Regions from separate parts of the Triticum aestivum genome. Here region 2 is linked to region 1. The links are chromatin contacts, called in public Hi-C maps. All regions are on one chromosome and are shown on one strand. Each heading gives the region's core, a stretch centred on a gene start, on an enhancer-like site or on the middle of the called end of the contact. The rest is flanking DNA. Distances are from core to core; before and after follow the strand shown. Region 1 holds the start of LOC123145227 (zinc-finger homeodomain protein 7-like). Region 2 holds the start of LOC123141683.

Region 1 (4,398 bases), core at 867-3,366:
GAAGCCTAGAATGCCAACGTCAGAGAGTCCTTTGGTGAATTTAGGGAGAATGCACCCCTAATAAATAGAGTGGTGAGTTGTGTTCAATTGTTCGGTGCCGACATTTCGAGAAGAATCTAGTTTAGTCATTGTCACTAACTTATTTGTGATGCTGACATTTGCAGGCTTCCAAGGTGAATAGAAGCATTTTCGATGCCTCCAATGCGCTACTTCACGACCCTGAGACCGTGGAATCTGACAACAAGCTCAGGGAAGTGTCTAAGGTAAGTTTGATCCTAGCCATATGCTCGAGTAACCACAACCTTGGTCGATATCATTTTTTGTCACTTACTTTGAGCCCAACCATAATCTAGTATAGTATTTGTCACTACCAGATCCATAACCATAAACTTGATCCATATCATGTTTTCGTTTATTTGTCGTTGCAGAAGTTCATGACCGCTGTCGCAAGCTAGTGAGCATGCTTGTGTGCGCTATCTTGGCTGATGTGCATGTTCCTGGACCGTTGACACGTACCATCGCTTCATCGAGCCATGCCGGTGGAGCTTCCTCTAGCCATGCCGTCTCGTCGTCTCGCCATGTTGAGGATGATGAGGAAGATGAGGAAAAAGACAAGGAGGAGCAAGCCGAGGGAGAAGAGGAAGAGGGGGCGAGGAGGAGCATGATGAGGATGACGGACCTCCACCCACTCAGCCAACCCAGGACAAAAGGGAGAAACAACCAAAAAAGCAATGAAATAGTCCATCCCCGTTTCAGCGTCCTCCTTGCCGCGCAACAGCAGCGCAAGAGACTCGCTCGAAGAGAAACAAGGAGTGCATCGCCAAGAGGGGGAGGAAGACTTAGTGATAAAACTATTTGCTTTGTGTTAAGATGTGAACAAGAACTTGTTGGCCATGTTGAACTACTCGTTATCGTCGATTTGCTAAACTATTTGTTATGTTGGGCATGTAAACCTATTTGCTATGTTTGATATGTTGAAATATCCTTTATTTCGATGTGTGATGTATATATTGATGTGTGAGATCCTAATTTTGATTTGCAAACTATATTATACCGTGTAATGAATTTTTTGAACTGAATGATCAAGTTTTGCAAAAAAATAAAATGAGACAGGACCGTACCGCCATAGTCCCTAGCGGTAGGGTTGCACACTGTACCGCAAAACAATACGAAGTTCTGGAAACAATAGCGACGCCCACTACCGCTGAGCTCAATGGCGGTAGGTAGCACTGCCTACCGCATAATTTCTTCCCTTCCTAACAACAATACCGGTTTTTGGAGGGGGGGTTTTTTTTTTGGAGAGGGCGTGGATTGCTTCCGCCCTACTACCAGACTCGTCGGCGGTATGGTTTACCTTGGCGGTAGGCCGTTAAGCCACGTTAGCCCATCCAACGACCGTCGTCGACTGCCGTTAAACCTACTGCCGGGGTTCCCGTCGGTAGGCTGTGTATCCTACCGACATCCACCCCAGCAGTAGAAAAAAGGGTCAGATCCTATTTTTTTTTCCGAATCAGGTTCAGTTTTGCTTAACTTTTTCAATTGGATCAAAACACTGAATTTGGCCGCTACAGGAGGCTCGCTCGGTTAAGATGGGCGGGGACTGGGGAGACATGGGCGTACTTGGGGTCAATGGGGCAAGCAAATACGCCACGGCGCGTGCAGTTATTGCGGTTGCTGGATCGGTAGGTCGCTCGCTGCAGGGCGAGAATTGGAGCGGGGCGCAATTAAGGAAGCTAGCCAGCCAGTGCACGCCATGCACACAGAGACAGAACACGGCAGCAATGGCGGATTTGATCAGGGTTTGGGTTTGGGTTTTGGAGGCTGCTGGTGTGGGCAGCAATGGCAATGGCAATGCCATCATCCCATGGTACTGCAGCCTTCCCGTGGGAGCGCGGTGCCGAGACATGGCCCTGTCGGTGGGCAGCGCAGGGCATGGGCTTCTTCCTCCCCTCCAAACCTCTCTCCAAAAACCACCGGCTCACCGCTCCGTGGAGTGATGCACAGTGCAGTGGCGTAGTACCACCACGGCCACGAGAGTAGACTCCTTCAAACAAGCCCCACTCCCAGCAGCGGCCGCTGTCTCTCTCCCGTCACCTCGCCAACCCCTTTGCCCTGGCCCTCGTTCTCCCCCCTCCCTGGCCCTGCTCGCCCCCGTTTCTTTCTTTTGAGAAGCTTGGATAGATAAGATGGCCTAGTGAGAGAGATAGATAGGATAGCTAGCTCTCTCCCAAGGAGACATTCCCCGCTTTATGGATGCCATGTGGTTACTGCCACCCTCCTTAATGACCATCGCTAACCCAGCCATGCCATACCACCGTGTAGTCTAGGTGTATCCCTCCTCCGTTAAGCTCAGCTCTTTCCCCCTTGAGGCCAACACCCCCCTCCCAGCTCCACCACAAACCTAGCCACAACTATAAGGTTCCCACTTAGAAGTTAGAACAAGTCACAACACAGCACGCCCCAACAACCCCACCGCCCAAGAACACGCCACAGGAAAGAGAAGAATCTCAGCTCCGTCCTAATCGCACCGGCGACAACGCGGGCGAGCGAGCTAGCTCCGGCGAGGCCGGAGACGCCCATGGAGTACAAGAGGTCATCGCATGTGGAGGAGGACGAGGAGCTGGAGGAGGAGGAGGAAGAGGAGGAGGACGATGAGGAGGAGGAGGAGGAAGAGGACGAGGAGGGGGCGATGAGGGACCGTCGGCACCAGCACCAGCACCCGCACCATCATCGCCACCACTACACCACGGCGCCGGCCACGGCCGCGCCCCCGCTGCACCTGCACATGCAGGGGCAGGCTCCCCAGGTTCTTGGCTCGCCTGCCGCGGCTGCCTCTTCGCCCTCCTCCTTGATGGAGGCGGCGGCTTTCTCCAGGCCTCTCTTGCCTCCCAACTCCTCCCTTGTCTCCTCGCCGCCGCCGCCGCCGCAGGCGCCGCCCGGCTTCCTCCTGCCTCAGCACCAGCATCCCCACCGGAGAAGGGTGGACAGGGAGAGGGAGAAGGAGAGGACGGTGGAGGCGCCTGGGGAGGCCCACCGCCAGCAGCAGCAGCCGCAGCCGCAGCACCAGCGCCATCAGGAGCCGCAGCCGCAGCGCCATCAGGAGCCGGCGAGAAATGGCGTGCTCGGTGGTGGCGCCATGCCTCCCCCGCCGCCTACGCTTGCCATCGTGACCGGCGGCGCCACAAGGGCGGCAGGCGAGCACGGTGGCGCCTCGGGGCCGGAGCCGCTGCCGTGGAGGTACAGGGAGTGCCTGCGGAACCACGCCGCGCGGATGGGCGCGCACGTGCTCGACGGCTGCGGCGAGTTCATGCCGTCCCCGGGCGACGGGCCCGCCGCGCTGGCCTGCGCCGCGTGCGGCTGCCACCGCAGCTTCCACCGCCGGGAGCCGGTGGTGGTGGTCCCCTCGCCCTCGCCCTCGCCAGCCTCCGCCGTGGTGTCCCCCTCCGCGACCCCAGCCGGCGCCAACTCCCGGCTCATGCCGCTCCTCCTCGCCCCGCCGCACATGCAGCAGAAGCGCCCGCACGTCCCGGCGTCCCCGATGTCCGCGCCCGCCGCGCTGGCCGAGTCCTCGAGCGAGGAGCTGCGCGCCCCGCCGCCGCCGCCCCCTCCGCCCCACTCGCAGGCGCAGGCGGCCGCGGGCGGGTCGGCCTCCGCGCCCCCGGCGCCGAGCAAGAAGCGGTTCCGGACCAAGTTCACGCCGGAGCAGAAGGAGCGCATGCTGGAGTTCGCGCACCGCGTGGGCTGGCGCGTGCAGAAGCCCGACGGCGGCGTGGTGGACGCCTTCTGCGCGCAGGTCGGCGTGCCCCGCCGCGTGCTCAAGGTGTGGATGCACAACAACAAGCACCTCGCCAAGACCCCGGCCACGTCCCCGCAGCCGCTGCCGCCGCTCCACCACGACCCTAGCCCTCCTCCCCACCACCAGCACCAGCACCACCCAGCGCCGCCCCACCACCAGCAGCAGCAGCACGGTGCATGAGCCAGCGAGCAGCAGCAGCACGACGCTAGAGGATGCATTAGCCATTAGCATTTTTATCATTTCTCCCGTGTAATTCCCGTAACCTCATCGTTGTCAGGTGTTAACCCGTGCGTCGGCAGTCACTTAGGAGGGAGTAGACCAGTAATGTGGGAAGAGGTAGCCTGAACCCTGAGACGGCATGCATGCATTCATTCCTTCTTCCTCTTGCTCATTGCTCTCGTCTCATGGATAAATAACAATGGTTAGGTTAGCACGGTGAGAGACAACTGCTTCTTGCTTAGATCCTACTACTACATTAGAGATTTTGGGGCCTCTTTCTCTCTCTTCTCTCTGATAGTGCTGTGGTGCATGCGTGCCTGTGCTTGCTTGGATGTATGCAGTTGCAGTGGCATTTCTTGATGCAATTGCAGCGGCACTGCCAT
Region 2 (4,020 bases), core at 1,036-3,535, 620 kb before region 1:
CGAGTTTGTTCTCAGCCGCACCACACGACTCCGCTCGCCATGCCGTGAAGTTTCAGCTAGAAACGCCAACACTCATGGCGTTTCCGCCTGGGCAGCAACGCCAGCTTTCTTGGCGTTTCCACGTGAAGCAAAAACGCTAGCTAGCTGGGCATTTGAACGTGGATATGAAACGCGAGCTATACCGACGTTTTTATGTGGAGAGGAAACGTCACGGGCTGTGGCGTTGCTAAAAGGGTTTTTTTTAAAAAAGGAGGATGACTCCCGGCCTCTGCATCTGGACGATGCATGCGGCCACTTTATTAATTATTTTCACAAGACCTTACAAAGTCATACAACAGTAAGACTAAAGCCACCGTCTAAGCAACAACTGTCGTTACACCTTTTCAATTGATGAAGGGGCGCTGATAGCCTGGGTCTAATACCAAACAGACATCGCAGCCAAACCTAAACATCTAAGACCCGAGGTCCCAACCAGGACGCCTGCCTGGTATGGGGCACCTACCAGTCCGGCGCACTCCTCAACCAGGACGCCTGCCGGGTATGAGGCCGCCGCAGCCACCTGCCACGAGTCCATCTTCAGAGCTGTACTGTTGCATCTACCGTGCCAGGTCTCTCTGCCATCAACGTCACCACGACGCCAGACAGCGCCGTCCTCCTGCGCGAGTCCATCCTTCCACATCGAACTCCGAATCTGCACTGCACCACGCCGTCAAGATCCGTCGCCTTCAGTGTGTAGGATGAAGCACGGCTCCACCAAAGAAGCCGTCCGCTGGTCCCGCGAAGCCGAGTGCACCTCCAAGAATGCCGCCCCAAAGGGGGTTACGACACATGAATGCCGCCAACATCCGATCAGCTAATCTAGGGTTTCCCCCCGAGGTATTGAGTGGAGTTGGAAGCTTCACCTCGATGATGCCTTCATGAAGAAAACGATGATAAGGACATCGTCATCACCGGCTCCGGCCATCAACCGAAGACCAGGTTTGCACCCGGATCCGTCCCAAGAAATCCACCCAACAACCTGTGCACCGTCTCGACCGCCTTCAAAGCCCCAGATCCAGCCGCCTAGATCCGGCGACCAACCGCAGCAACAGTGCCACCGTGGGATCCCTGGCGCACCGGCCACTGCCTGAGTGTGCCACCACTGGAGCCCAGGAGGAGGGCTCCCACCCTGCCTCGCCAAGCCGCGAGAGCCGCCGAGAAGGATCCTGCGCGCTCGTCACCGTCTCTGATTCGAACCAATCCAAAGCAGATCGCCGTCACAGATCCGCCTTGGACAGGGACTGCACCATGCCATGCCGCCGCGAGAAGCCCTAGCTTCACCAGCAGCCACCCTCCAGGGCCGCCGCCCCGGGATCCAGACAGAACCTCGCCGCTGCAACCGGCGAAGTTCCGCCACCGCCGACCGGCCACTGCGACCTCCGCCGCCATGCCGCCGACGGATCTGGACGAGGATAGCCATCCTCCCCGAGGACACACGCCGCAGCCTCTTCTCCGCGTACTTGCACGAGAAGCCACCGTGGCCGCGTCCCCACCCCTCGCCGGATGCCGCGCACGTGCCGCCCCGCCGCCGGCGAAGGCCGCCGCCACGAGGAGACCCGCACGCAGCCGCCACACAGCTCGGCGTCGACCCATCTGCAGCCGCGCCATGGGCTTGCCGCCGTCAAGATCGTCGCCGCCGCGCCGCCAGGATCTGCGCGCCCCGGCGCCTCCGCTCGGCCTGGCCGCTCCCGCAGGCCACGAACACGAGGAGGGGAGAAGGCCCCCGCCGCCAGCCACCGCGGGGGGCTTTGCCCTGGCGGCTCTGGCCGGCGGCGGCGGGGAAGGGGAGGAGGAGGAGGGCTAGCGGCAAGGGGTGGCGGCGCCACCCGTGTCGCCCGCGGGAGGAGCGACGCGGGGGCTATGTTTTGTGCTGCTTCGAGTGATACCCGCAACAATCTAACAAAATAATTTATAACATGGAAGTAGGACGCTAAAAGGGTTAGATCGTGAAATACTTTCATGTCGAGTTTACTTTGTGGCAAAGATTGCTGAAAAGGTCACAACAGTGATTTCGACGGCGATTGTGGTGCGAGTACCTTTCGTTGTTGCCGACGAGGAAACGGTGCGAAGTCGTGGATGATGACGCTGCTCGTTGGGGGTGTGGGCATGCACAGGCACGGCACAGAGCGCGCGCACACACACGCTCCTCGTTGGACCGGATCTTGGCGTTCGTTTGGTTTCCTCGAGAAACCCTAACCTCGAAGCGCCTTCCGAAAAAGGGGGCTCTCGCGCGCGCGCAAAGACAAACGGGCGGGGCCCCGCACTTCGTGGAGTGGACTATCCGTATCAGGAAAAGGCACAGGAACGAGTAGCCTCACAGGTCAGATCATCATCCCGGGCATGCGGTATCGATCGTGGGGCGGTGGGATTCTTAGTAGGTCGATCGTACGGCCCACCGGCGCAGGAAAAAAAATCCTATACGACCTGGTCATACGCAGCTGAATGGGAGACCCTCTCCCCCGTTTGACAGCTGGCAATACGAATCTCAAAGCAGTGGCCATCTCATTCCCCACTTTGTCGTTCCCAAATCGCGATTCTTGTAGCCAGTCCGATCTATCCAAACTCCAGCCGCCGGTGTACTCCTCGACGCCGGCCATGCTCCTGGCGCCTCTACTTGCGGCACGGCCGGCGTATAACGCAAGCTGCATGCCACTTGGCCGTGGCCATGCTTCTTGCCGGCGGTGTGTCACTCGCTGTTTCTCGGCATCGGGGTTCACTACATGACTCAGCCAGCAAGTCCCCTGTTATTGTTGGTGTGTGCTGGAAAAAATTGAAAAAAGGCAGCTCTCATTTATTTTTCTGTAATGGAGTTCGTTGCCATGGCCGACTACACAGCTCGGCCGCCGTCGACAATACTGTTAGTACCTTGTGCAGTTCGTCGCCATGGCTTACTTCGCGCGTGACGTAGCAGATGTCGCACGGCCACCGCCGGCGAGGGATAGTCCGCACAGGCATATCGAAGAGGATGGCGTCGTGCCGCACGGCCGCCGCCGGCGAGGGGTAGTCCGCGCAGGCATATCGAAGAGGACGGCGTCGTGCCGCACGGCCGCCCCAGCGAGGGGTCGTCAAATAAAGAACAGATGGGAATCAGGAAGAATAGGGATAACAGAGGCACTGGTGCTTTGAGATTGATGTATACACGTGTCACGAATCGGAGGGGGTCTCGTCTGCGGGAGCGTACGACCTGGGTCGTATAAGATTTTCTTCCACCGGCGCATGCACCACCAACAGTGCTGTGCATGACGACGCTACGTCGGGCTGGACCGCTGGAGGAGCATCCGATGTTGGCCCGTTCGGGACAGTTTTCCACCCTGCCTGCCCTACGGGCGCCTCCTCGCCTCGTCGCGTCGCCGGACGACGGACCGCACCGCGTGCACGCACACCCCCTGCCGGTGCGTGGTGCCGGTCCTCGGGCAGGGGCCCGACACGACACGAGCTGGCACACGGCTCGTAAATTCGCCAGCCCCATGGTACTCCCGCATCTACATGCCATGCCTGCCCGGGAGAGAAACCAACAAACTGTACTCCCCAACTCACAAGAAAAAGAAGACTGTGCTCTCCGGAGGAGGAGGAAGATGGAAACCGCGCGTAGGATCTTCGGCTTAGGGCCGAGTCAAACAGCTCGACGCGAGCGCCACTGGACCACGCGCAGCTCCTGCTCCTCCTGCCGTCCATGTGTGAACTGATCGACGTGATTACTGTGGCTAGCTGCCATGCCAGAGCGTCTGGCTGAGGTCGTAGCCGGCCCGGAAGGCGCCGGCACGCGCCCGGGTCCGCGCTCGGGCGCAGGACGTGTGCTCGCCTTTTCGGCGCGATCGCCGCAACTCGATCCGCCGGGACCTCGACCACGGCGACCTGTGCGCCAGCTCGTGCAGCCGCAGCGGTGGCCTGCCCTGGGACTGGGGCTGGGGACTAGCAGCTAGCTCATGCACGCGCCAAACCCCAGGAGAGGGAGAGCACGCGGTGATTGAAGTTGAACTG

The links. A called contact is a pair of places that touch in the nucleus more often than the background predicts.
Region 2: a contact with region 1 is called in a Hi-C map of leaf, with 8 times the contacts expected there. The contact joins the promoter of LOC123141683 here to the promoter of LOC123145227 in region 1. A contact is called at or near these places in 5 of 5 Hi-C or Micro-C datasets (leaf, root and an unstated tissue).

Annotation. Positions count from the first base shown.
Region 1 is chr6D:379,062,123-379,066,520 of IWGSC CS RefSeq v2.1, reverse strand. It overlaps LOC123145227 (zinc-finger homeodomain protein 7-like), which reads left to right and starts at 2,116. Exons shown (of 1, transcript XM_044564600.1): 1 at 2,116-4,398. The coding sequence starts at 2,579. The coding sequence ends at 3,976.
Region 2 is chr6D:379,678,917-379,682,936 of IWGSC CS RefSeq v2.1, reverse strand. It overlaps LOC123141683, which reads right to left and starts at 2,285. Exons shown (of 2, transcript XM_044560769.1): 1 at 2,076-2,285; 2 at 859-1,935. The coding sequence starts at 1,647. The coding sequence ends at 1,063.